Linked DNA regions of Mus musculus: all the other regions are linked to region 5. A link is a contact called in public HiChIP or PLAC-seq, Micro-C and promoter capture Hi-C data. All regions are on one chromosome and are shown on one strand. The core of a region is the stretch at or near the end of the contact, and the rest is flanking DNA. Distances in the headings are between cores, read along the strand shown. Region 1 holds the start of Zbtb9 (zinc finger and BTB domain containing 9). Region 2 holds the start of Scube3 (signal peptide, CUB domain, EGF-like 3). Region 3 holds the start of Tcp11 (t-complex protein 11). Region 4 has its middle 26 kb from the start of Zbtb9. Region 5 holds the start of Hmga1 (high mobility group AT-hook 1). Region 6 holds the start of Ggnbp1 (gametogenetin binding protein 1).

Region 1 (3,953 bases), core at 237-2,736, 580 kb before region 5:
CTCCCTCCCGCCAGCTCCATGCTTTTTCGGTGTTTTTCTGTACATAGCTCTCTGGCGGTATAGGGGAGGTAGGATGGATGGGGTTTGGGGTGGGTAGGCCATGGAAGGGGAGAAACCCCTCCCGGGTACCCCCTCTTCTCTGACTGCTGCCCCCTACCCAGCCTTGTCTCTTCACTCCTTGCGTTTGGTATTGAGAATTCTTCCCAGACTCCAGACTCGATCTTTCTTTTGTATGGACAGCTCTCCTTCGGTCTAACCCTCTACATACACCCACCCAGCCGGGGCCAAATTTATACTTATATAAAAGTTGTAAATATGTGAAATTTTATCCCATGCCCTTTCCTCTGCTTTCCCCATCAGGCCTTACCCTTGAACCTCCTCCCTCCTCTTTGGCTGTTGTAATTATCTGGGGTTTGTACTGTACATAATTGGGGAGGGGGGCTGGGAGGCGACCCCTCTGTACAGAGCTTCCTGGCTCCCTAGCCCCACCCCTCACTTCCCTCCCCACCCACCACCTTAAGAGTAGGGAGAAGATCTTCTTACTCTTTTTTTTTTTTTTTTTTTTTGCTGTTTGTTTACTCGTTCTCCTTCCTGCCCCTGCTCCCAGACTCTTGGTCCCCCACCACTGCCCCCCCTTTTCTCCCACTCCCAGGCCCATTTCCTTTTTTTTTTTTTCTTTTCTTTTCTGGAGTGTGTGGTGAAACAGAAAAATCATGTTTAATAAACGGAGATTGTTCTTTTATCACTGGGCTGACTTTTATTTATTTTTGGATTTTCAAGACAGAGAGTCTCCTTGTGTGGCTCTGGCTGGCCTGGAACTCTGTAGACCAGGGTGGCCTTGATTGAACTCAAGAGATCTGCCTGCCCCTGCCTCCAAAGTGCTGGGACTAAGTGCTGCCTCCCCCGGCGTTGGGCCGACTTTTTAGCCCGGGGTCTCCAGAACGACCTGAAGGGTGACAGGGACTACTTTTGGAAAGAACAGTCCTCTTACATTACACACTATACCACCCAGTCAGGAGAACAATATATACCGCAGGGTCTTCCTGGTGAAACTCACACTCCCGCTCTCTCTCCGCCGCAGCACTGGACTCGCTTTAGCGCCCCAAAGACTCCAAGTGCAGGGTCTGTGCAAGACCCTCTTGACTTAGGGCTTAATTGTGAGGACGCTCCTCTGCGAAATGGAGGAAAGGACCCAGGTCCTCAGCAAGCGTGCGCTCCAGACTTCAGACCCGGTTGTCCCGCGTGCACGCGGAGGGCAGCAGCACCTACCTCGCGCGGCGGGACGAGGGAAGCAAGCCTTACTGCGGAGCCCGTGGCTCCCCTCACTGCTACTCCAGAACTGAGGGAACCGCCTTCCACTTCCGCCGCCCTCCCCAAGCCCCGGCCCTCCGTCCGCACAGCCAATGAGGAGACGGCTTGTAGGCTGCCGCTCTCCCATTGGCTGCAGAACTGGTCCCGCCCTCCGTGCCTGGCCGCATTGGCGTCCGGCGGAACTGCGGTAGCTTCCGGCCGGCCAGGCGCACTGGCGGTTGAGGTGCTCCGACGCGGTCGCGCGTGCGGTGGGGGCGTGTCGGTGGGACGTCGCGGGGCCGGAGCTCACTGAGCCGGCCGGAGCGAGCACGGTGAGGAGGGGCGAGCGGTGGCGGAGGGCGACCGGAGCCGGCGAGGTGGGGCGCCATCCCTTCCCTCCTTAGCTTCCGCTGGGCCTGGAGGTGTAAACCCTGGTGTTTTGTTGGGTTTCCTGGTGGGCGGAACTAATATACAGAAGCTTGTCACCGAAGAGTTTTCAAGGGTCGGTGGCGAGCGGCTTGAGACAGGTCTCATACCCCGAACTTGTGTGACCCCAGTCTCTTTCCTCCGCAGCCTTCACCCCGTATAGAACCCTGCACTGCCCGACTCCCCGGGATTTATTTCTCTTCCCGAGGTAGCCATGGATGCTTCGACTCCTTTGCCTCCCGCATCCTCATCTCCGAGATGCAACCCAGCCCCACAGACAATCCACATTGAGTTCCCTCATCATAGCTCTTCGCTGCTGGAATCCCTGAACCGCCACAGGCTGGAGGGAAAGTTCTGTGATGTGTCCCTCCTGGTTCAGGGCAGGGAACTTAGGGCTCACAAAGCAGTGTTGGCTGCTGCCTCTCCTTACTTCCATGACAAGCTGCTTTTGGGGGATGCGCCCCGACTGACTTTACCGAATGTCATCGAGGCCGATGCGTTCGAGGGACTGCTTCAGCTCATTTATTCAGGAAGCCTCCACCTGCCGCTGGATGCCCTCCCTGCCCATCTCCTTGTAGCCAGCGGCCTTCAGATGTGGCAAGTGGTAGATCGGTGCTCAGAGATTCTTCGAGAACTAGAAACGTCTGGTGGGATTTCAGCCGGTGGAAGAGCCTCCAGCCTCACACTTATTTCCACAACATCTTCAGGAGGCTGGTGCATTCGCTCTTCCCCTTTCCAGAACCCAGTACGCTCCTCTGCTTCTACAGAGAATTCTGTTCTCCCTGAGAGCCCCGCTGGAGGGGAGGGGAGTGAACTAGAAGGAATGTTACAGATTCAGGTGAAAGTAGAGGAGGAAGAGGAGCAGGGGTCAGCAGCTCCACTCTTTCAGACTCCTCAGCCGGAGAGAGTGTCGGGAGGGGTTTCCCAAGCTTGTGGATCCCACCCATTGCCTACACCTGCTCTTCCCAGCAAGCCTTCAGAGGATGAGAGCTCAACAGTAGATCCTCCTGCCCCTCCTGTACAAGCTTCCCAAATCTTATATGTGAATCAGGAAAACGTTGAGTGTAAGGAGGAGATAGCAAGAGGCACAAAGGAAAAGACCAAAGTACTATCTGGAGAGGACTCTGAGGAGAAGGAGGAGCTGAGATACTTGCTGTCCTCAGGAGGAGGGGAATCGTCTGGGGCAGGAGATCCATCGTGGAAACCAGTGGATCTTCATGGGAATGAAATCCTGTCAGGGGATGGAGGACCTGGAGGAACAGGGCAGGCTATGCATGGGCCTGTGAAGCTAGGAGGGACACCCCCTGCAGATGGGAAGTGCTTTGCTTGCTTGTGTGGAAAACGGTTTGCAGTAAAGCCGAAACGAGACCGACACATCATGTTGACGTTCAGCCTTCGCCCTTTTGGATGTGGCATCTGTAATAAACGTTTCAAGTTGAAGCATCATCTAACAGAGCACATGAAGACCCATGCGAGAGCTCTGCATGCGTGTCCCCATTGTGGCCGTCGATTCCGTGTCCAGGCCTTCTTCCTTCGCCACCGGGACTTATGCAAGGGCCAGGGCTGGCCCACTTACCACTGGACTTACAAATGACTACTGGTGCTCTCTAGTGATTTCTAGGACAAGATAGCCCCTGCTGCTGCTGGACTCTTACCTTCACCACCTCAGTCCTGGATTGTATAATCATTCCAAGAGATTATATATATTGTCATGAACCCCTTACTCTTGGGTATGGGTCTCACCCTGGTAGTCCAGGTTTAGACAGACTTTAGAAAATCATGCTTCTGGTCACTTAACCTAAATGGCCCTTTTTGTATTGATAGCCAGTGAAGGAACTGCTGAGCTCAGATTAATGAGAGAGGAGTTGGGGCATAGTCACCCAGTAACTCTTAACTTCATCTTCATGGGGGGGAGAGGGAGCTGGTCTCCAACTAGGAATGCATTTGATTCAGAGCTCAAGTAATTGCCAGACTAAGGTCTGAGCGGCTTCTCCCTCCCTGTTAGCAGTATTCTGTTTCTGTACTTTCTGTCATTTTCCAGATGCTTTTTAGGTTCTCACCAGTATACACCTTTCCCAAATATCCTTTTAAAAATACTTGAGTGGGGCTGGAGAGATGGCTCAGTTATTAAAAGCACTCTGCTCTTCTAGAAGTCCTGAGTTCAATTCCCAGCAACCACATGGTGGCTCACAACCATCTAAAATGGATCTGATGCCCTCTTCTGGCATGCAGGCATA
Region 2 (4,274 bases), core at 349-2,848, 590 kb after region 5:
TGACCAACCTTTCTGTGGCCTCCACTCCATTCCCATGACCTGTGTGTTCACCTCGCCCGCGCCATCTCTCGCATTGTACAAGGGGCCTCGAGGGTTCCTCTTCCTGGCTTTCCAGGGGCAGCGTCCCCTCAGCATCCTCTGGCCCAATAAACCCATCCTCCTTTTCTAGCTGGGGAAACTGAGGTCAATCGAGATGGGACCGGAAGCCAAGAGGCTTCTCAGGAGCTGGAACTGGGAAGTCAAAGCCTCTTTCTCTGTTCGTTCTCTTACCCTTTCATTTAATCCCTGCTAAAGGGAGGGCTCAACTCTTCTCCAGGGTAGGCAGGCGTCTGCTTACAGAGCCCACCCCCACCCCAGCTGAAGCCCGCTGCCAATGCCAAGGGTTTGAGGACTGAGTCATCTTTAGGGAGACCTTGGTCATTGCCCAGTTTTCCTGGGTACCCTGGGATTTTTTTTTTTTTTCCTGCACAAAATTGGCTCTGAAGCAGGCAGGACTCTGAGGCCTGGTACAATTGGCTCAGAGCGACTAAAGGGATAGGGGGAAAGGGGACAGTGTCCAGGACCCAGGGGAACTTGCTCCATCGGCAGAGTGTCTCTACTTTAAACCTAATCTCTGCTGCCAGTGAGGTTAGCACTGGAAGCCGGTTTGGAGAGATTGTACAGAGCCTTTGTGTGTGCCAAAGATGATCGTGGGGTAGCTTCTACCGGTGTGCTGAGCACTAGACAGTGCATATGGGAGCCACGCCGAGAAGGGCGTCTCAGCGGGCTACCTTCAACGCCCACAGAGCCTGCCCTTGGAGCCGGGCAGTTTTAGCCAGGACTCATCTGAGTATGAGGATTGTGTCCAGAGGGTGGGAGTGACTTTAGGGCTAAAGGTTCGGAGGACGTTCCTTGGACCGGAGTCCCAGCCCATCTCTGTTCCGAGGTGCAGCCCTTCCAAGCTTTCTCGACACCTCGCGCCCTCTTTGTCTCCCCGCCGAGGTGCGCGTGCAGACCTTCGCCGTTCGGCCCTCCTGACGTGCGAGCGCGGGGGGCGCACCCTCGGCTCCCCCGCTAGCTCCCCACAGGGAACGAGCGGACGAGCCGGAGCCCCGGTGCTGTTTGGTCTGGAGCGGAGCGGGGGCTTGCATTGATCCATTGATTGTGCGCGGTCTGCGCCTGACCTCCCTGCTCCCGGGGAAGCCGTCTCCATGGAGACCGGGCCCGCTCCCCCAGCGCCGGATTGTAAATTCCTGCAGGCAGCGGCCCGGCAGCCTGGGGAGGGGGCCGCGCGCCCGGGCGCGCAGGGGGAGCGGCCGCCACGCCGAGGCCCCCTTTGAAAGAAAAAAAAAAAAGGGCACGAAAAAGGAGGTGGAGGAGGAGGAGGACGGAGAGGAGAAGCAGGAGGGGCAGTGGGAAGGGGAGGAGGAAGAAAACGAAAAGGAGCAAGGAGAGGAGGAGAAAGAGGAGGAGGAGGAGGAGAAAGGCGAAGAAAAACAGACGGAGCCCGGGAGACGAGAAAGCAAGGGAGGAAGAAAGAGGCAGAAAGGGCGTGTTTAGGCGCTACGTCTCCCCTCCCCTTTCTCAGGTCCCAGCTCCGGCTCTGCGCGCTCGCTCTCAGGCTACAGCTCCCCGCGGGCGAAGCTGGGCGTCGGGTGCGATAGCCCGGGCCGCCCCTCGGGCCGCCGCCCCGCGCCTGCCCGCGTTCCCCACCGCGCGCTCCCCACGCCCAGCCCGGAGCCTCCGCGGGGCGCCTTCCAGTCCCCTCCCCCTCCTCCTCGCGCCCTCCCCGGGGCTGCGACACCCCCGCGGCCCCGCCGCGCGGAGCTCCAGGCCATGGGCTCGGGGCGCGTCCCCGGGCTCTGCCTGCTCCTCCTGCTGGTCCACGCGCGCGCCGCCCAGCATGGCAAAGCTGCGCAAGGTAAGGGAGGCGCGGTGCGGGATTGTGGGGCGGCGGGGCGGCGGGACAGAGGGGCGGCGGGACGGCGGGGCCCGAGCCACCAGGGCAGGTGTCTAGAAGTGCGTGGCTGTCAGGACCCGGCCCTGTGCCCCCCGACTCTTCGGCCAGTGGGGCACAGGGACGCTAGACCTCGGGGCGCTGCGCGACAGGCAATAGCGCCTGGGGAGGGGGGCGGCCAGCAGAAAGGAGCATGCATGCACTTCTGCCGGCTTCCCTGCCACCATCTAGCATCTTCCTCCGAGGTCAGAGAGAATCTTCTCTCAAACATTGCCAGGGACTCCACTTTGGAGCTTGAGACTGAGGGAAGGAAGTTTTCAACTCTGCTATACGCTTCGTAACCTCCTCCCCTGCCCGCATGAGGCAGAGTCAGGCCGAAATTTCGAAGTTACCGTCTTATCAAGTCGAAGGATGTTAAAGAAAAACACCTCTTTCGCGGTGAAACCGACTGCCTGTCACAGAATAGTAGGAGCAGTAGGAGAAAATGTCTGTGACTGCCTTCTGGCACGAACGTTGCGTTTCTGCCTTTGGGGGGGGGGAATCCCTTTCGTCTCGCATGGCTTTCATTTCTTATCATAATATTTATTTATTAAGGCCTGGGGTTTCCAATTCCATTTAAATCCAGGTTAGAATTGCATTAAAATAACAAAGTAAAATTCCAGGCTGGGAGCTCTGACAGATCCCTCTAGGAATTAGAGGGAGACTGGGAGGCCCTCCTGCCCCGGTCCCTGACCCCGCGCTCCTGGGCCAGCCAGTCCCAAGGCTGCGCTGGCAGAAACCAGGCTGGTGTCCCACAGTTCTCTGGGGACAGCCTCCCCTCCCCCCATTGACCTGCTGTACCCCTCCCCCCACGCTGTCCTCACCCAAAAGAGATTTATATGGACAAAAAGAAAATTCCTCTTAGCAAGATTTTGCCTGGGGAGGTAGATTCTGTCTATTGTCCTGGGGGTTCCTGAAGCCAGCCAGGGATGAAGAGGTGTCTGAGTCAGGAGGAAAGTTGAACTTGGGAGTTGAGGAAGTCGTCGAGTTGTCTGGCAGTCAGTCAGTCGGGTCAGTGTGTCGGGGGCGGGGGGGGGGGGGGGGCGGGCGGGGTGTGTGTGCTGAATCTTAAACTGGGCTATGCCAGCAGCTTTTCACTGTTGGTAGAAGGTGCTAAGCTAACACCTCCCTCCTCGTCCAAAACACTGCCTCTTCCCTTGCCCCCTCAGACCTGTCCATTAACATAACCAAACACGAGAGCCCCTCAGCTGTCAAGTACCAGACCCCACCCTCACTTCCTTCCAGCTTCAAACTGCCGCTTCTGCAGCCTTCGTACCAGACAGCCCGCTGCTGCCGCCGCCTGGAACAGCCCCTCTCCCCACAGAGGATTTGCTTGTGTGTTTTCGTAAACAAAGCTGGCTTTTGTAGTGCATGCTGACTTACTCATAACATGGAATTAGCTAGGGAGTTTAGTCTGAGGAAGGAACAGATTTCGTGCAGTAATCTAGAGACAAGATAAGGGCCTCTTTCAAGTTGGAGCCAGTGTCTGCAGGGGCTGGAGGTGGGGGGGGGAGCAGGAGGAGAAACCGCCTATTAAAGGGGCTCCAGGTGCAGCTGGAGACCCCTGAATGGCACAGGTGTTGGGGAACCAAAACTCTCAAGCCTAGAGACAAGCCCATCTGCCGGGGATAGGAGGAGCTGGGTACTCAAGGGCACCTTCTTTTATTGGACACCCCATTAGGTACTGGGGGACACTCAGCTGCAGTAGAGGCGGTACCCTCAGGGTCTCTGCTGACCTCAGTCGTGGGCTACACCTGCCCTGATGGGGTTGCAGTAGCTGTGCCCCCACCCCCTTTAGGATTTCTGAGTCTAGCTGGGATTAGAAGGGAGCCTCTCATTAACCCCCGCCGTTCAGGAAGCCTGTGCAACCCTGTCGGTCAAAGGTTGCCTAACAACAGGTTTGCTGGACTCAAAATTTGGACTCAAATTTGCAGGTAGATGTTACAGGGGAAGATGAGAACTATTTGGTCTGAGTCTCGAAGGCTTACCCACAGTGCTGTGGGCTTCCTTCGGGAGGCTTCTCCTGTCCCCTCGATATCTCCCATCCATCACCAGGGCTGGGGACTTCCCCTTGGATGCCAGGAGCTTTTCAGTGTCACTCTAGAGGGTCTGGATGTGACAGACTCCCTCAGCAAGCATCCTGAAGAGAGAGCTTCTACACACCTGGAACATCTGTGTCTCTGGGAGGCTCAAGGCCATGCAGGGGTTGAGGAAGGAGGGTATGAGCTTAAGTATATAAGAGGGAGCTGGAAGGGGGGGTCGGGGGGGGGACACAGGAGACAGGGACACCGGCACTGGC
Region 3 (4,435 bases), core at 1,872-4,371, 520 kb after region 5:
GGCGGATTTCTGAGTTCGAGGCCAGCCTGGTCTACAAAGTGAGTTCCAGGACAGCCAGGGCTACACAGAGAAACCCTGTCTCGGGAAAGAAAAAAAAAAAAAAAAAAAAGAACCATGGCAAGCAACACATTTCGCCAAGGAGACATTCATTTGAGTTGTTTACTTGTTTGAGGTAGGGTCTCCCTGGATATCCCTGACTGGCCTGCAACTCACCATGTAAACCAAGCTGGTCTCCAGCTCCAGCTCCACCTGGCTCTGTTTCCCAAGTGCTGAGATTACAGGTGTGAGCGTGCCGAGTTTATTTTTAATATTTATCTGTTTATTGGTGAGGGCACATGTAATTAAACTCAGGTTGTCAGGCCTGGCAACAAGTGTCAGCCCACAGAGTCACCTCCCCAGCCCCCAGAATCCTTCGGTGCTGAATAACGACATCAGGAAGTCACATACAGAAACTGTAAAAGCCAATACCTGCTTGAAGATAAACTCCTTTCTTCCAACTGACAATCAAGCTTGGAAGCGTCATGGACTCTCTCCGTCATACCTGTAATTAGAAGAAGTTCTGGTGGACAGTTATCAACCCACACATGTCTGAATCTCCTCAGGGTCACTCGTCTGAAGGCCCCCGGGGTTATATCTGAGTCCACTCAGCCAGTCACTTGTACTTCCCCAAGGGCGTGCTAGAAATGCTCAGGGCAGTCCAACACAGTGAAGGCTAAAGTTCAGGCAGGCACAAAATGAAGCGGATTCAAAGATAAAGCTGTCAGGGCTGGAGAGATGGCTCAGCGGTTAAGAGCACTGTCTGCTCTTCCAGAGGTCCTGAGTTCAATTCCCAGCAACCACATGGTGGCTCACAGCCATCTACGATGGGATCTGATGCCCTCTTTTGGTGTGTCAATGATAGTGTGCTCGTATACATAAAATAATCAAGAAGGTTATTAGTATTGCACACCAGTTTGCATTGGGAGGCTCGAGGAAGGTTCCCTCCTTCTACCTTCTCATGGCTGCCTGGGCATCGGCTCAGTCATCAGGTTGGTGGGGTCGGGGGAGCTTAGCTGCTGAGCTGCCTCACAGGCCTGAAAAGGCACAATGTTTTGTTTTGTTTTGTTTTGTTTTGTTTGTTTTTCGAGACAGGGTTTCTCTGTGTAGCCCTGACTGTCCTGAAACTCACTCTGTAGACCAGGCTGGCCTCAAACTCAGAAGTCTGCCTGCCTCTGCCTCCCAAGTGCTGGGATTAAAGGCTTGTGCCACCACTGCCCGGCAAAAGAAAATAACTGTAGAGATCCCATAGGACAGCACTGTCTTTCTCAGAAGGAAACATGACAGAAGTATTTAGAGTCATGCCTGTATCCTCAGACAGTAAGGAAAAAGGAAAAAAACACACACACACAGAGAAAATTAAAAATGGAGGAAGTCTCTGGGTTTTACGTTTCAACAAATTGAAAATATTTCATGGTGAGAAAATTGACTGGACTTTGATAGAAAATCTAGAGTCCTTGGCTGGGTTATAAAAGCATAAACTACAGGCTGGACAGATGGCCAAGTGGTTAAGCCACTTGCTGCCCTTTCCTAAGAGCTGGGTTACCCTTGGCTCACAAGCATCTGTAACTCCAGTTTCAGGGCGCCCGACATCTCTTCTGGCCCTGAACACACACGGTGCACAGACATACCTGTAGACAAAACACCCACTCACACAAAGAAAAATAAACCTTTTTATAAAAACAAAGGTGACCGGACCCTGCTCTTCCCAGCATCTGTGCAGTCCTTCATTATCCCAGCCGAAATGGCTGGCATGACACAATCAGATCCGTAAACAAATCCGAGGTGAAAGGAAACCTTCAAAGCTACAGCCACTCCTCAAGAAACTCTCCAACTGCAAGAAGCAGCCAGTTCCGCCCAGAGCACTCCGGAACAAGGAGGGCTTAAAGAGTAGAGATTTAAGTGTGGCTACAATTCTTAAAAATTCAGATTGCCCCCCTAAAAAAAGAAAACTGCAACACAACAAAGCCAACGTGTTATACACAGTTCCAAATTTTTACAAAAGGAATTTGATTGTATACTCAGGAGTCACTGTACCTATGGATGCAACAGCCATTGTAAGAACTGTTTCCAAACCAGCAGCACCAGCACGCCCTGACCTTGAACCCCACAGGCCAGGTTCCTATTTGGATACACAACCCCAGCCCGAACCCAACCCACCCCACCCCACCCCTCCGGGTACACCTGGATCTTGTCTCAAGTCACAGCGTTAAGCAGCAGCGACCCCGCGTGGCCACAGAGGAGAGACTAACTGTCCAGCGTCACAGGAAATCCATGGCAACGCTTGTGCGGGAGCATTTGAAACGAGGGGGAGGGAGGTCCGGACCTGCAGTCCCCGCACTTGGGGGACCCTGCCTCAAGCAGATACCTAGCCTGTGCGAGCTCGGGGTCCCGCCGAGGTGGCCCTTTCCCGGGGATGGCGGAAGCGGTGCCCCACGCGTGACCGAGGGGAGCTTCGCTCGGGCGGAGGGCTGGGGACACCGGGAGGTCGGGCCAGTCCGCAGTCCTCCGTGGCCCACGGGACCTCGTGGCGCCGTCTTTACCCCGCGCCCCTGCGCGGACCCTGGGGTGAGGGCGGCCGTGCTCGGGCGACGGTTGAACCTACACGATCGGTGCCCCTGGGCGCTGCTCGCGCTCTCCCGGGTGTTTCCCCCGCGGGATTCACGGGAGGCGCTCTCTGCCGCGCCGGGCTCCTTCCGGGCCGCCCTCTCTTTCACGTCTGGCATCCTGGTGATGGTGGTGGTGGTGGTATCTGTGTGGTGACAAATGTTGGGGGCTCGTCAGGGCCAGGGGGGACCAGAGCTGGCGCAGGAAGAAACTGAGGCCGCAGCCCCGACGGACGCCCCTCCCCTTACCCCTCTCCATCCCTCACCACCCCTTGTCTCTCCCTCTCAGTATGCCTCTTCCCCTCACCTCCTCTTCCCCTCTCCCTTCCCCTCTTTCATCCCTTCCCCTCCGTGGCTCACCTCCGCCCTCCCCCTCCACTTTCTCCCTCCCCTTCCCTCTCTCCACTCAGCTCACTTCCTTCTCTGCCGGCCCGCCCGCTCTGGCTGGCTGGGCGGCACGGGGTGCGGGTGGGCTAAACCACTTGGGGGGATGAGGCAGGGGCGGCGTGGCTGGGTGGAGCCACTGAGCCCCACGTCGATGCTGTCACACACTCCACATCCCCACCCTGCGAACTGAGCAGGAGTGGGAACGCCCGGTGTTGCCAAACAAACAGCTTAGGTGTCCTGGCAACGAGGCGCGAGGCGCGTGGCAGCCCTCCCCACCAGCATCGCGACCCGCCACCGACCATCTGCCGCCACCTTGGGTGAGACCGAGACTGGGGCAGGACGGTCATCCCTATTGATTCCAAGTGTCAGGATCTGGGGCTTAGGGGTAGCCTGCAGAGCATGCACAGGGGTGCTAGCCTCGAACTGCTGACCCTACAGCCTCTGCCTGAGTGCTGGGGTCACCCGTGTGAGCCACCACCAAGGGTTCATGTAGTGCTGGGCATGGAAGGGACCTCATAGGCTGAGCTCCATTTCCAGATTCTTAAAAAAAATGGAGGGTGAGGCCTGGAGAGATGGCTCAGCTGTTAGGACCACTGGCTTTCTTCCAGAGGACCAGGGTTCGATTCCCAGCACCAACATGATGGATCTCGGCCATCTGCCACTCCAGTTCCTCGGGATCATACTTCCTATATTTACATATATTTACATACACGCAGGCAAAATACCCATACATATAAAATTGTCTTGTTTTACATATAACATTCTCTTGTGTTTTTTGCTTTTTTCCCAAGACAAAGAAAGTTTCTCTATGCTGCCCCAGCAGTCAGGGAACTCTTCTGTAGACCAGGCTGGCCTCAAACTCAGATCTTCCTGCCTCTGCAGGGATTAAAGTCTTTTAAATACCCACGCCTTGGGTTTGGGGAGAGAACATGGAGAGGGTGTTTTTCCCTCATATTCTTTCTGGCCTCTTAATTACTCTGACTTGAAGTCATCATAAAACCTATGCAAATGCATCCCATCCATGCAGTACCCCAGGCGTTCAGAAGAGGGCGTGCGATCCCCCGGAAATGGCTGTACCGCCTGATGCCGCTGCTTTGCTTGCCAATCCCTGACTTTGGAAAACCTGAAAGTAACGGTGCAGGCCTGTCACCCTAGCTACTGGGGAGACTGAGGCAAGAGGACAGACTGGCCAAGGCCTGCTTGGACTACACAGTTCCAGGACAGACGAAGCAACTAAAGTTTAAAGACAAAACAAAGCCAGATAATGGGTGCAACTTAGTAACAAAATGCCGGCCATGTTTGAGGGCCCAGGTTCAGTTCCAATACTGCAAGGTAGGATTTACTGAAAAGAATTTAAGGTTGTAGCTTGGTTGGTATCCCTGGGTTCAATTCTCACCGACCACCTA
Region 4 (4,372 bases), core at 1,761-4,260, 560 kb before region 5:
TGGAGAGCTGCTGAGACCTGGGTGGGGAGCAGCTGGGCTGTGGAGAGTTGCTGAGACCTGGGTGGGGAGTAGCTGGGATGTGGAGAGCTGCTGAGACCTGGGTGGGGAGCAGCTGGGCTGTGGAGAGTTGCTGAGACCTGGGTGGGGAGTAGCTGGGCTGTGGAGAGTTGCTGAGACCTGGGTGGAGAGCAGCTGAGCTGTGGAGAGCTGCTGAGACCTGTTCTTTGCCACTTTGTGGGTTCTTCTTTCTTCCACCCTCATTAGCAACACCCACCACAGGCAGCCCAAGCACCCGCCACTCCAGCTTCAGGGGGTAAGATGCTTCCTGCTCTAACATGCTCTAACATACACACACACACACACACACACACACACACACACACACAGCCCTGCATGGTGGTGCACACCTTTAACTCAGCACTTGGGCAGCAGAGGCAGGCAGATCCCTCTTATTTTGAGGCCAGCCTGGTCTACATAGTGAGTTCTGAGGCTCCACAGTGAGATTCCATTTCAAAGAAAACAATAACTATTGCTATTTTTAGAAAATGTCTGTGTCTATTCCCGAGCACCCATAAACCAGGTGTAGTAATGTGGACATGAAATTCCAGCAGCTGTCAAGAAGGTCAAAAGGTCAAGGTCATCCTCTGCTACAAAGTGAGTGAGAGGCCATCCTGGGCTACAAGCAAACCTGACTCAGAAAAAATATATGTTGCCAGGTATGGTGCCGCATTGTGAATGGGTCTGGTGCTGTGTGTATTTTGATGTTAATTCTGCTCTCCTAGGAGGGTTGAGAATGAGGAGTGAGTCCCTTACTCCGGTGACTTCTTGTAAACCACCCCCTAATGAATAAAGGAGCCAATCACTGGGCAAGTAGGAAGAACTTCCGGGTTGGATAGGGGAAGAGAGGAAGAGGAGAGAGAGAGGGTCCTTTTTGGACAGGGATAGCGACAGGACAAGATGTAGCTACAAGTGTCTACGGGTTTCGGTGGCGGATCCATCAGGATTTGCTACTGGGGGATTTAGATTTAATATGGCTTACAAGATTAGGATTCCAGTTATTGCACCCAGTGATTGAGTTTCCATCATTTCTTTTTCTTTTTTAAAGATTTATTTATTTATTATATGTAAGTACACTGTAGCTGACTTCAGACACTCCAGAAGAGGGAGTCAGATCTCCTTACGGATGGTTGTGAGCCACCATGTGGTTGCTGGGATTTGAACTCTGGACCTTCGGAAGAGCTGTCGGGTGCTCTAACTCACTGAGCCATCTCACCAGCCCCATCATTTCTTAACTAAGTTTGTGTTGTTTTCCTTCACACTGTGGCTTGTTCAAACGAGAAAGATACGTCGTCAAAGCGTGGGTTTGTCTGTGTGGTTTGCCACAGAGGCCGTGGGGGATCTGAAGCACGGGGCTGGTGTGGTATCGACCCGCCAGTGGGAATTTAGCGTGCTGGGTGGAGAGATTTTGGAGCTCTGAATCAGTCTCCCTGAGATAAGAGCTGGCCAGGCTTGAGAGTAGCAGGGTGTAGCGCGGGAACTTGGAGTTCTTGTAATATTTCCCGCAAGATTGCTGTATGCCTGTAACCCTTTGGTAACAAGAGGCTAAGGGGAAAAGAATTTGAGTTCCAGGTCAGCCTGGGTGACACAGTAAGAACTTGGGTAAAAAAGTCCAGGGGAGCCGGGCAGTGGTGGTGCACACCTTTAATCCCAACACTCGGGAGGCAGAGGCAGGCAGATTTCTGAGTTCGAGGCCAGCCTGGTCTACAGAATGAGTTCCAGGACAGCCAGGGCTATACAGAGAAACCCTGTCTCGAAAAAACAAACAAACAAACAAATAATAAATAAATAAATAAATAAATAAATAAATAAATAAAAAAAATCCAGGGAAGGGCTGGAGAGATGTCCAAGTGGTTAAGAGCACTGGCTGCTTTTCCAGAGGTCCTGAGTTCAATTCCCAGCAACCACATGGTGGATCACAACCATCTGTAATGGGATCTGATGCCCTCTTCTGGTGTGTCTGAAGACAGTGACAGTGTACGCACAGACATGAAATAACTAAGTCCGCAGCTTGGAAAGGTAAGGCTAGAATGGGAGCAAGTGCATGCCTGTCACCTCAGCACTTGGGTGCTGAAGCAGAGGGTCCCCTCTGCGTTTAGCTTGTTACAGCACGGGCACAAGCAGGTGAATGACTTAAGATTGATCGGAAGGACTCCGGTGGGTGAGTGGGCACAGAGTCAGGAGCTGTGTGGGTAGCGGGAAACAATCAAATCCCTTCTCTCATTTGGTTAAAGAAAAAAGAACATGTGCATGCACATGTGTGTACATGTGTGTGAGGAGACCAGAGGAGGGTGTTTGATCCCTAAAGCTAGAGTGACAGGGACTCGTGAGCCACCCAGGGGTGCTAGGAAGCAGATTTGAGCACTCCAGGAAAGCAGTAGCGGCTCTTAGCCACTGAGCCATCTCTTCAGCCCCTCTCTTTTAATTTTTACTACATTAAAAAAAATTAATTTCATGTCTGTGAGTACACTGTTGCTATCTTCAGACACACCAGAAGAGGGCATTGGGTCCCATTACAGATGGCTATAAGCTACCATGTGGTTGCTAGGATTTGAACTCAGGACCTCTGGAAGGGCAGCCAGTGCTCTTAGCCATTGAGCCATCTCTCCAGCCCAAATGTGTAACCCAGGCTAGCCTTGAACTCATGATCCTCCTCCCTCTGCCTCCTTCAGCAAATCCTACCAGCGTGTGCCACCACAACAGGCTCTTACTACATTTTTTATCATCTCTCTGTCTCTGTGTGTGCGTGTTCATGAGACAGAGCGTCTGTACAGGTCAGAGGACATCTCTCAGGAGTCGGTTCTCTCCTTCCACCCCATGGATCCAGAGGACCAAACTCAGTCTGTCAGGCTTTATGACAAGCCATCTTCACCAGCAGCATTTGTGCATTCTTCTCCCTTACCCCTGTTCATGAGTGACTCCGAGAACTTCCTGACTGTGAAGACAAGACAGCAGGCAGGACCCACCTCCTCGGGTTGTGACGGGGATGAGCGGAAATGGCAAGCTCAACTCACCCTGCTCAGCACCTGGCTCCTGAGGCATTCCAAGGGAATGTGACTGTCTACCTCTACAGATCCGCGCATGCGCGTGCTCGCGGGCCCCATTCTCCCTGTTGTTCCCGGCGCTATTAATTTCACTTTCTACTTACTATTTTTGGCACTTCAGAGGAGGAGTCTGTGGCTTTCTAGCAATTCTGGATATTATGGTGTTCTCTCTCACCTCTCACGGGGTTTCAAGGCTCATAAACCTCCCCCCTCCGGGCTTGCTGCCTTATTCCTGGCAATTTGGAAGGCAGTGCTGTGCCATCCTGCCCACACTTGACTGTTGAGGATCCCCCCTCCCCCAGCCTTTGCTTAAGAGGAGGGTCTTATGAAGGCTTTATTTTTAAGTAAGACTCTCTACCTCCATTTCCCCTGCCCCCATGCTTCAACCTCTCCTGCTCTCCTGAGACAGTGGAGGGCTTCCATCCCTTTCCTTTCTCCCCGCACTCTGGATTTCAAGATCAGCCTGACCCAGAGAAGGGGCAAATGGACCACATATATGCTGGGGTAGCCACACAAAGACCAGCAGAAATGGCTCACTCCATCCTCACTCATTCATACGAGAGTTGGGATGTTATAGGCCACTGGTAAGGCTGGGTGTGACGGCGCACACAACTGTAATCCGAGCGGTCAGAAACAGGAGTGCTACAAGTTCGATGCTAGCCCAGTACACGTGGCCTGTTCTAGGGTAGCCACCCTGTCTCAGAAAACAAAACAAAAAGCTGTGTGTAGCTTTCAAGCCAGCCTGGAAAGGCAGCCTCTCCTCCCGCGTGCCCTGTCTTCCCCTGTGCCCCCAACCTTGGTTTCAAATAGAACTGCAAATGGAAACCTGGCCAACTCTGGCTGAAGTCCTCTTCCCAAGACCTTTCTTCTTTAGCCTGAGGTGGCCTCAACCCACCATTCCCCAAAGCACACCACACATCTGTGTCTCTAAGTGTAAAATTGCAGGATGGACCGCACAGACACCCTGCATTCAACAAGGCCTGTGTCTTTCGCTCCAAGGTGGGTTCGGCTACCCAGGGAAGACAACAATGAGTGTACACCTAGCCCAGTGCAGCCACAGACGGGAAGCAATTCCATCTCTGTAAGTCTACAGCGCCCCCTTCAGGAACAGACAACAGGAAAGGGTGTCACCACCTGCAGGCAACCTCCTAGGCCTGGCCAATCCAGGCTGCTCTCTCTGACTCTTGACCATTGCCCTTGGCACTGCTGTTCCAACTCCTGCCGGTCAACTCCTTTGGCCACTAAAAGCCTAGAGACAGCTGGGTGTGTTG
Region 5 (4,429 bases), core at 561-3,060:
ACAAAAACACAAGACACAAAACCGGCCGGTGAGCATATCAGGATGAAAAGAAGCAGAAAAATACGATCAAGCCAGTTTACTAGAAGTGGGCCAAGCAATTGGCGAAGCTTTCCGAAAGCCCATCCAGGAAGGAAGGGTATCCTTTTCTGGTACACACAGGTCAGAGGCAGTGTCCGCCCAGGGGCCACTACTACGTCGGAGGAAAAGGGCCCGCGGGGCCATTCCCAAACTCTCCCCCTTCAACACCACAGCAAGGGCCTAGTGGCCTAGGCTGCTGGCAATGACCTGTACCATGGGAGGATGTGGGCTGGCGTTGGTGGGAGTTGGCAGCTTGCTCAGCCACACCTCGCTACGAAGGTCCCCAGAGCTCGCAGCAACTTCGAGCCCCTCCAGCCAACTCGGCTCGCGGGGCACAAAGATGGAGGGCGCGGCGCGCTTCCACCCCGCCCCGCCCCCACGGCGGTTGCACACAAAGGGGCAGCCGCTCCTCCCCCAGACTGCCCCGGCGCCCTAGGCTCCCCTCCACCCGTTGGGAACGCCCCTCCATGACTTCCTCCTTCTCCAGGGGCACCCCTGGAACTGAGGGTCACCTGGACCTTGGTCCGGGACCCGCGGCCTGCCGTGGCCTCCCGCGCCTGACCGCTGCGCCCCACCCCCACCGAGCACGTGCTGCCCTGCGCCCAGGGCGCCATCCTACGGCCCGGGGGTGGGGGGTGGGGGGTAGCCGGGCCCGCCGCGCTCCCCACCCCCCACCGGAAACATTCCTGAGGCATTCCTGAAACTGGGAGGCCCGCCTCCCCAAGGCTCCCACCCCGCCTCCAGCCGGGCGCACGCTGGGCCCCCGCGTACCCTTCCACCGCCCGCGCGCCCCCCGAGGAGAGGGCTGACCGCGGAGGAAGGGGAACAGAGTTATGAGTCACAGTCGTGTGTCACTGGGCCCGAATTACGATTCCCTGCATCACGAGAGGTGTGGAAAGGCCGACTCGGGGAACCGAGGTGGGGAGGTGCGTCCAAGGGCCCGCGCCCGGCCTGCAGGGCGCGCCCCACCGCCCGCCATCTTCCCACTTAGGCTTCCTCCGGCCCAGCAACAAGTCTTTTGTTGACCCAGGCGCCCAGAGGCGGGAAACTCGAACCCCTGCCCTCAAGGGGCTTCCAGGCGCCCCTTGTCTTAAGTCGTAAGTCACGGGGGCGGGGAATCACACCAGAGGGACCTCGTGCTTCCTCAACACCAAGCAGCTGGCCACCCGTGGCTCCTCCCCGCGATGTCCCGGCGAGGCGGCCAATCGCTCGGCTCCTTTGAAGCCTGCACCTGGGTGGCGGCCGTTACTAGATTTAAACCGTTGGCGTTGGCCAAGTTTCACGTTTGGGTTTCACAAGACTTTGTTTTTTACGCGCCTGGAGGCCTCCGGAGACGCACACGCCGTCACCTGCTTGGTGGCAGAGGGGAATTAAGGAGAGGCCCTCGACATGGGCTGGGGGGGGGGGGCGGCGTCCGGGCCGCGAGAAGCTCCTTAGGGTACGCGTGGACGTCCGAGGGCACAGGCGTCAGCGCGCGCCTCCCCGCGAGGCCGGAGTCCACGGGGGGGCTCCTGTAGGTGTGTCCCCGGGTCCCCACTTAAACAGCAGGGCCGCCGTCACCGGTTCCTCCAACGCCAGGCTGCTCGGGAACTGTGAGAAACGAGGGCCGTCGGCGCGCGTGCCCGCGGAAACCGCGCGCACAGTGGCGAGCTACCCGCGCGCGGCGGCGGCAGCTGGCGGGCGGCCGCCCTTTTAAATCCCCGGGCTCATTTGCATGGCCCCGCCCCCCGGTGACACGGCTGGCGCGGGCGGGCCCGTCCCCCCTGCCCCTGGGTCGCTCTTTTTAAGCTCCCCTGAGCCGGGGCTGCGCTCCTCTAATTGGGACTCCGAGTCGGGGCTATTTCTGGTGTTGGCGCGGCTCCAAGAAGGCGTGAGTTCGCCGCCGCTCGGGTGGCTTCTTTTTTTCCTGTAGGTCTAGAATCTAATCACATTATTATTTATTGAGGCCGCGCACGGGCCGTGCCCAGCTTCCTGCCCCTCGCCATCCTCCAGGGGAGCGGGATCCGTCAGTGTTCCCTCGCCCCAGCTCGGATGTGACACACATCCCCGGCGGGGGCCCGGGCGGCGCGCACGCAGCGGTCTCAGCGCCTCTGCCCTCTCCCGGTTTCAGATCCGCATTTGCGACCGGCGGCGGTGGCGGCAGAGCCCAGGCCGGTGCCCTGAGCCCAGCCACGCCGCACCCGGCAGCCCCGAGCGCGCCCCGCCGGCGGCCTGCGGAGCTCGCGGTGAGTGTCCGCGGCGCGCCCGGGGGGCCTGCGGCGCGCGCTGCCCGCTTTATTCCCAGGCCCCGGGCTTGCGCGGGCCGCGGGAAAGGGGAGGCCGCACTGTGCTCGCAGGCGGCGGGGCCGGGGTGGGTGTCCGCGGGGCGCCGCGTCCTCCGGTCCCCAGGTTGAGGGTGCCCGGGTTGCGACCGTGGGGTGCGGAGACCCCGGGGAACGGCGCGCGGAGGGGGAGGGGGCGCGCGACTGCGACGAGCGCCGCTTGTGCACCCAGCGGCGCCCGTGCACCTCGCGCTCGGCGAGCCCGGCCTCAGGGAGGGGCGCGCGCTGCGCAGCGGCGGGAGGTGGGCGCGCGCCCCCCTCAGCCAGGGAAGTTCTAGAAGTGCGGGGGAGGGGCCCGGCGACCCGAGATTCCTCTCTGGCCTCTCCTCCGCCTTTCCCAGAGTAGTACTGTGCGTGGACGAGGCCGGATCGCGAGGGCCTGGGTTTCGGGGTTTCACCCCCCACCCCCACACACACCTTTGGCCCTGCCCCGCGCCTCTTCAACCTCCAGGGCCAGGCCTGCCCTCCGCCCCCACAAACTGGTTCCTCTGCTTTGCTGGGTTCTGTTAGAACTAGTCCCTTCGACTCCCCGTTTCTGCCCCCCCCCCCGCTTTGGTTTTCATGGAGAGAGGAAGGGGTTTTTTTCTTCCTGCGACTCGCACCAGGTTTCCTGCCCCCAAGGCGGGCTTGGGTGCCCCCTCTGGCAGGAAGTGGGGCCGGGCGCACCCGCGTGGCGGTGCATGTGGTCGGGGTGCGCCGTTTCCCGCGCCTAAAGGGCTCTGCGCCCCTCCCCCTCGTCCTAGCTCCTAGAAGCGCCGGCCTACAACCACCAGGCTGGGACGCCAGCGAAGGCATCCTCATTCTGGAGTAGAGGGCGCCTGGGTCTTAACCTGCTTCTCAGTAAACAAAGTGGCGGTCTGTAAGCATTCCGCAAGAACCTCCATTTTACCAAGTTGCTGTGTGACCTTGGGCTATTGAGGGGTCTTCTCTCTATATTTAAAGGGGGACCCTTTAAGACCCTTAACAATAGGCCTGCCGGGATGTTACTCCTCTGGTAGTTCTTGCATAGTTACTGAAACGTTGAGGAGCCACAGCGTGTGCACCCGTGTGAGAGACAGGCTGGAGGCCCAAGAGAGACACATGGGGCTTGGACTCCTAAATGTGACTTGGCCATGCCAGACCTCCCTGATGCTCAGAAACAGGTGGAAGAGGTGAGGTTTTCCTTGGCCTCGCTGGACAGAGACTCTAAGCTTAATTCAGTGGGGGCATTGGGGAGAGCAGGTGGTTTAGAGTCCCTAACGGCAAGAATTGGGGAGGCACCAGGTGGCAAAACAGTGTCCGGGAGACTGGCCAGGATCTCCAGGCAAGCTAGATGCATGCAAGGTCTTTGGGATTGGGGCAGGCTTTCCCCCAAGAGCCCCCTCTGAAGGGCCTCCAGCAGACCTCGGTGTGAGGTCAGTGCTCATTAGCTGATTAATTTTGATGTTTGGTTTGAAGGACACCTGTGGTGTAATGTAAGGTTCTAATCACAGCCTGTAATTAGAGAACAGACCAAGCCGCTAATGATGGGAGCTGGCCCAGCCACCCTGTTTAAAGGAGTCTCGAGTTTGAAATCTCGTAATAGAATAATGAGCAGAGTCCGCACCATCTGGGGTCTCTTGATGCTTGAGAATTAGGAAACCGTTAAGTGTTTTAGAAATCAAAAGTTTTCAAAATGTTTTCCTGTCGTTGGGTCAAAATTATCCCGTTGCCTCAAATCTGGAAAGAGGGTGGGGGTGGGGCAACTTGTTTGGTAAGAGCACTGCCCCGCGTACAGGATGGACCCTTGGTTAACTCCAGCCTGGTCCTCCACTGTGGCAGTGAGGTAGCTCTGCAGGTGCCATGGAGCCTGTACCTTCACTTCTGCCCTTGCTAAGGACAGCCTGGGCTGCTGCCCAAAGCTTCTCCTGGCCTCTTAAGTACGGGACACAGGGTCTTGTGGCTGTCTTCCAATAAACACAAACACACACACCACACGTGTGGTGCTGGACCTCAGTTAAAGGACTTCTTGCTACCCAGTCTTTTACTTGGAAGGGTCTATTGAGAATCTG
Region 6 (3,977 bases), core at 787-3,286, 530 kb before region 5:
GTCTCAGGGCTTATTTCACAGTTTGTCCCCAGGGCACCTCTCCTTCCAACCACTGCTTGGAAGTGAGCTGGGGTCTCTCACAGTCTCCCCAGTGTACCTCACTGCTACAGCACACAGTGTGCCAAATCACACCATACTCTTTGGTGCTGTCTTCTTTGGTTATTGGTTTATTTATCTACCTACCTACCTGTCTATTTGTTCATTTCAGACAGGTTCCCTCTAGGCAGCCTGAGGAAAGTCTTGTATCCCTGATCCTCCTGACTCAGCCATTGGCTGGCTGGTGTTATAGCCACACCCAAGCCCGTTTTCCTCTTTGACCTGTCTCAGAGTTCGGTTAGTTCCTGAGGCAAGACCTTTCACTTTCAGTTTGCACCCTTTCAAGAGTTCCCACCCCTATGTGGGCCACCTCCATCACTGCAGGAAGCACTCTTTGAAAAGGGGTGGGGGAGGGCCGGCTCCCCTTCACCTCCCTCTTCATTGATGGAGACAGGGTGAGCAGACAGACCCTCCTCTTGCCATCCCTGAGAGCCAGGCCTCATCAAGACAACCCTCTGCTGGGCATAGTCTACCCAACGGCTCCTTCCGGGATAGGGTGCTCTTCCTGGTACCTTGTAATCCCAGGCCAGCAGGGCCAGGGGACGCTGACTTCATCCACATCTCTCTCTCTCAAAATAATAATAGTAATAATAACACCACCCTGGAGGCTTACTGTTAGAGAGCAGGAAGAGTCTCAGAAAAGCCCTCCACAGCCAGTGCTGCCCTGGCCCACCTGGCCCCCATCCAAGTCGCCTTGACTTCCCATTATGTCCACTGGCTGGGCCCAGGATGCATGTTCCTCACAACCGACCACTAGGCTGTACCTAGAATCATTCTGGGGGAGGACTGTCCGTGTCCTGGTACAGCAGGGAGTATCAACCGTATAATTTCTGTCTCTGTTCATGACCTTGACCCTCCCCTCCTTCCACATAAAAGTCCAGGGCCACCAGAACCGGGCAGGAAGGGGCGCTTCTGATGTATAGCCAGAGGCCCTGTGTGAACCATGCCTGCAGCTTCCCTTTCAGAACCTCCCAGGGAAGCCACATCAAGGCCTCCCTCCTCACCGGGTTGCCGATGGAGGTTTCTGCCCCACCCTGGGCCAGAATTGCCCAGGATTAGGACGGTGGGATTTGGCACTGGCTGCCCGTGTACCTGAATGACTCTGCTCCAGATGTGGGATGGCTCAGCCGTGCAAAGACGAAGACCCCGAAGGGCTTGCTGGCTGCTTCCAGGGGCCAAGGTTTCAGGCCTGACTGGCAGGAACTGGTATCAGTGGATTCATGGTGCTGGATGCCGCCTCGGGTTGCCTCTTGGCCCAGGAAACCTCGCGACTTTGTGACCATAGAGGAGGTCCCAGCTCCCGGCAATGACCAGCTCCCTCTAGAGGAAGTTCTCGGTGGCCGCCGGATGCAGGCGCTCAGGGAGGCTGCTGCTTAGGGGAAGGTCCTCGGCCGGGCTTGGAAGCAGCTACAGCCTCCCCTGCCTGCCCTGTCCCAGCCAAGGGGAAAAGCGTTCTGTTTTCTGCCTTTCCTGTCTCTGATTCCCGGGCCTCCTCTTCCATCTTCTCCCTCTAGTGAAAAGCAAACCACAGACAACAACAAAAACCAGGATGAGCTGACCTGCAGTCCCAGCGTTCAAGAGGCTGAAGCAGGAGGATCATGAAATAGAGGCCAGCCTGTGCTACTAACACCCTAAAAGAGAGGAGGAGGAGGGGGAAGGGGAGGAAGAAGAGGAGGAGGAGGGGCAGCTCAGAATTTGTGCTGTCCTAGATCCCTGCAGCCTGGCAGCTGCAGGGACTGATCTCAAACCCAGAGTAAACAGGAGTTTATGGATAGACAGGAGCATATGATGTCCTGTTCTCAGCGTGTGCACCCTCCTCCCCCCCCCCCCCGGCCGCCCTATCTGCCTTCAGCCAGGCTTCCACAGCCTGTGGGTGCTGTTGTGTTATGTCTCACCATCCCTCAATCTCCAGCCTTCCTCTGAGACCTGCTGAGCTGGACCCTGGCTAGCTCCCTCTACCCCTCTACCCGCTTTCCTTCCAGTAGACCCCCCCCCACCAGCCTCCAGTTATAGCCTCCCCCCACCCCCACCTCCTCTTTGCCTTCTAGAACTTCTGGAAGTTTCCAACTGGAGGTTTCTGCTAGCAGTTGGTCCTGGGCTGGCTGCCATGGCTTCTCCCTGAGTCGGGGTCCCACTCAGGATGGCAGCCCCGGCGCGGACCCCTCGGTCACGGATCTTAGGCTGCTCCTCCATGCTGCGCTTTCTCCGAAACCTGGTGGGGAGTAAGGGCGGTTCTAAGAGCACTAACAAGCCCCTGACCAGGAGCCAGCCCAGCTCCTCATGGGAGCAAGATGTTGTCTCCCCAATGATGGGCCACCAGGGAGGTCGTGGGAGGAAGGAGCCCCGGGCCAAGGTCCACTCTGCAGCTTCCTCTAATGGGAAGAGGGAGCCCCCGCCCAGGGTTCTCTCTGCAGCTCCCTCCAACCCGAGGCATGATGCCTTTGAGCTGGGCACTGGGGACTCAGGGTCCCAGACCCTCACCTCCAAGGATGTCCCGAAGCTAAGGGCCCAGGGTGTTGAGGTAACATCAGTTCCTCTCAGAGGAACCTGGGAGGTTCTGGAGCAGCTACCTGAGAAGAAAGGAGAGGAGGAGGAGCCAGTAGGGGAGGTCTCCGGGGCCTCAGACAGGTGAGGGGCTGGTGCTGCTGGTGCTAGGGCTGGTGGGGTAGCCTGATCTAGCTAGAACAGAAGGAGGATGCAGGCATGAGGGCCATGACTAGAAGCCCACAGCTGTAATGGGCTGGGGTAAGGGGTCCTGAATAGTGAAAGCCATGAGGGACAGTTAAGGGTCCCAAGGGAGGGAGGGTCAGCAAACAGGGCTGTGTGAGGAGTGGCTGGGAACTGAGGTGTGGCTTCAGAGTGGAGTACCGCCTGCCTAGCACGGTCCAGGCCTGGGTTTAGTCCCCAGCACAACAAAACACATTGGTGGCACACATCTTTCATCCCAGCACTCAGGAGGCAGAGGCAGGCAGATCTCTGCATTTGAGGCCAGCCTGGTCTACAGCTAGGGCCACACCGAGGGGTATCTTGTCTTGAAAAAACAAAGAACAACCAAAGAAAATATCCTAGAGGCTAGGAAGGGTGCACTAGAGTCTGGACAGAAGTACGCTGAAGTAGGCTCTGCTCCAGCCTGTACCCCTACTTTCCTGCCTGGCTTTCTCTCCCACTGGTCTTAGCAGCAGTTCCCTGTCTGGAAGGTGCCTAGCTCCCCACATCCTATGTCCCCCAGAGGTGGTAGGGAAACCCCTCTGTTAGCTATCCCAGGGAACAGAGCAGGTCCGTGGAGAGACTCAAGGTAGAGTCAGGCCACATTTGTGGGTGTCCCCTGACCCCACCTGACTGTGGCTTTGGGTTTAGGGAGCATTTTGGCCAGGCCCTGGAGACAGAACAAGGATGCTTACAGTGGGTTCCGGGACCACTGGCGCTCACCCCTGGGGCCTTCATCAAGGAGGAAGAGGATGAACACTGCCCAATTGAGTTTGGTAAGGATGCAGGTGGGAGGGGCAGAGGGGAGGGGAGCAGAAATGGATGCCTCTCCTCTAAGACTTCTGGGGGTGGGGGTGGGGCAGGAGCCCAGCAGGGCATGAGGCAGAATCTGAGGTTGGAACCCCACTTGCTCCACGCCGTGTCATGTGACAGAGGAGCATTGCTGGGTATCTCTGCCTACTCTCCTCACCCATAAAATGGACATGGGCAACAAGGGCCTCTGAGGCATCTAAAGATCAGTGAGGTATCAAGGGCTAGATGAAGGCTGAGCACACAGTAGGGCCTGGTACACAGTAGGCACCGTGCTGCGACTCATTCTAATCCCAGCACTTAAAGGGGCCCAAGAGAACTGAGTTCAAGCCTAGCCCAGCTTCTTCAAGGTGCTGTGCTGCAGG

Evidence for each region. Promoter capture Hi-C pulls out the DNA fragments that hold promoters and counts their contacts. A called contact is a pair of places that touch in the nucleus more often than the background predicts. HiChIP or PLAC-seq counts read pairs in DNA pulled down with a chosen protein or histone mark.
Region 1: an H3K4me3 HiChIP or PLAC-seq map of forebrain shows a contact between it and region 5, with 4 times the contacts expected there. The contact joins the promoter of Zbtb9 here to the promoter of Hmga1 in region 5. A contact is called at or near these places in 8 of 39 promoter capture datasets (the 3T3-L1 cell line, the C10 cell line, frontonasal cranial neural crest and 5 more), 9 of 115 datasets of contacts at active chromatin or transcription factors (VIP interneurons, bone marrow-derived macrophages, embryonic basal ganglia and 6 more) and 1 of 9 other capture datasets (embryonic stem cells).
Region 2: a Micro-C map of embryonic stem cells shows a contact between it and region 5, with 4 times the contacts expected there. The contact joins the promoter of Scube3 here to the promoter of Hmga1 in region 5. A contact is called at or near these places in 5 of 39 promoter capture datasets (cranial neural crest, embryonic stem cells, hippocampal neurons and 1 more), 3 of 484 Hi-C or Micro-C datasets (all in embryonic stem cells), 5 of 115 datasets of contacts at active chromatin or transcription factors (embryonic stem cells, epiblast stem cells and stem cell-derived neural progenitor cells) and 1 of 9 other capture datasets (adipose tissue).
Region 3: a contact with region 5 is called in a Micro-C map of embryonic stem cells, with 4 times the contacts expected there. The contact joins the promoter of Tcp11 here to the promoter of Hmga1 in region 5. A contact is called at or near these places in 18 of 39 promoter capture datasets (the 3T3-L1 cell line, 3T3-L1-derived adipocytes, the HPC-7 cell line and 11 more), 3 of 15 datasets of contacts at CTCF or cohesin (the NIH/3T3 cell line and embryonic stem cells), 9 of 484 Hi-C or Micro-C datasets (the N1E-115 cell line, embryonic stem cells, muscle stem cells and 2 more), 20 of 115 datasets of contacts at active chromatin or transcription factors (T-cell acute lymphoblastic leukemia, bone marrow-derived macrophages, embryonic basal ganglia and 8 more) and 1 of 9 other capture datasets (embryonic stem cells).
Region 4: an H3K27ac HiChIP or PLAC-seq map of T-cell acute lymphoblastic leukemia shows a contact between it and region 5, with 2.6 times the contacts expected there. The contact joins the enhancer-like site here to the promoter of Hmga1 in region 5. A contact is called at or near these places in 4 of 39 promoter capture datasets (the C10 cell line, cranial neural crest, hippocampal neurons and 1 more), 12 of 115 datasets of contacts at active chromatin or transcription factors (T-cell acute lymphoblastic leukemia, bone marrow-derived macrophages, embryonic stem cells and 6 more) and 1 of 9 other capture datasets (liver).
Region 6: a promoter capture Hi-C map of the HPC-7 cell line shows a contact between it and region 5, with 6 times the contacts expected there. The contact joins the promoter of Ggnbp1 here to the promoter of Hmga1 in region 5. A contact is called at or near these places in 14 of 39 promoter capture datasets (the 3T3-L1 cell line, 3T3-L1-derived adipocytes, the C10 cell line and 10 more), 1 of 15 datasets of contacts at CTCF or cohesin (the NIH/3T3 cell line), 7 of 484 Hi-C or Micro-C datasets (B cells, the G1E-ER4 cell line and embryonic stem cells), 29 of 115 datasets of contacts at active chromatin or transcription factors (the 230-238 cell line, the NIH/3T3 cell line, the SCID.adh cell line and 20 more) and 4 of 9 other capture datasets (adipose tissue, embryonic stem cells, liver and 1 more).

The regions. Positions count from the first base shown.
Region 1 is chr17:26,971,693-26,975,645 of GRCm38.p6, forward strand. Zbtb9 (zinc finger and BTB domain containing 9) reads left to right here and starts at 1,487. Exons shown (of 2, transcript NM_001005916.2): 1 at 1,487-1,622; 2 at 1,864-3,953. The coding sequence starts at 1,931. The coding sequence ends at 3,310. Syngap1 (synaptic Ras GTPase activating protein 1 homolog (rat)) reads left to right here. Exons shown (of 19, transcript NM_001281491.2): 19 at 1-742.
Region 2 is chr17:28,140,711-28,144,984 of GRCm38.p6, forward strand. It overlaps Scube3 (signal peptide, CUB domain, EGF-like 3), which reads left to right and starts at 1,599. Exons shown (of 22, transcript NM_001004366.2): 1 at 1,599-1,900. The coding sequence starts at 1,816.
Region 3 is chr17:28,077,518-28,081,952 of GRCm38.p6, forward strand. It overlaps Tcp11 (t-complex protein 11), which reads right to left and starts at 3,122. Exons shown (of 10, transcript NM_001085555.1): 1 at 3,058-3,122; 2 at 2,642-2,788; 3 at 469-541. The coding sequence starts at 2,762.
Region 4 is chr17:26,997,116-27,001,487 of GRCm38.p6, forward strand. No RefSeq gene overlaps it. Among named protein-coding and RNA genes, the nearest start is that of Zbtb9, 26 kb to the left of the region's middle. Within about 2 kb of position 3,011, at least 40 of the 459 cell types and tissues checked have an H3K27ac peak or open chromatin away from gene starts, as enhancers often do. A contact at or near this core is called in T-cell acute lymphoblastic leukemia, bone marrow-derived macrophages and memory CD8 T cells, where this site is marked.
Region 5 is chr17:27,554,764-27,559,192 of GRCm38.p6, forward strand. Hmga1 (high mobility group AT-hook 1) reads left to right here and starts at 1,811. Exons shown (of 5, transcript NM_001025427.3): 1 at 1,811-1,948.
Region 6 is chr17:27,027,223-27,031,199 of GRCm38.p6, forward strand. It overlaps Ggnbp1 (gametogenetin binding protein 1), which reads left to right and starts at 2,037. Exons shown (of 6, transcript NM_027544.2): 1 at 2,037-2,724; 2 at 3,454-3,578. The coding sequence starts at 2,237. Bak1 (BCL2-antagonist/killer 1) reads right to left here and starts at 1,405. Exons shown (of 6, transcript NM_007523.3): 1 at 1,189-1,405.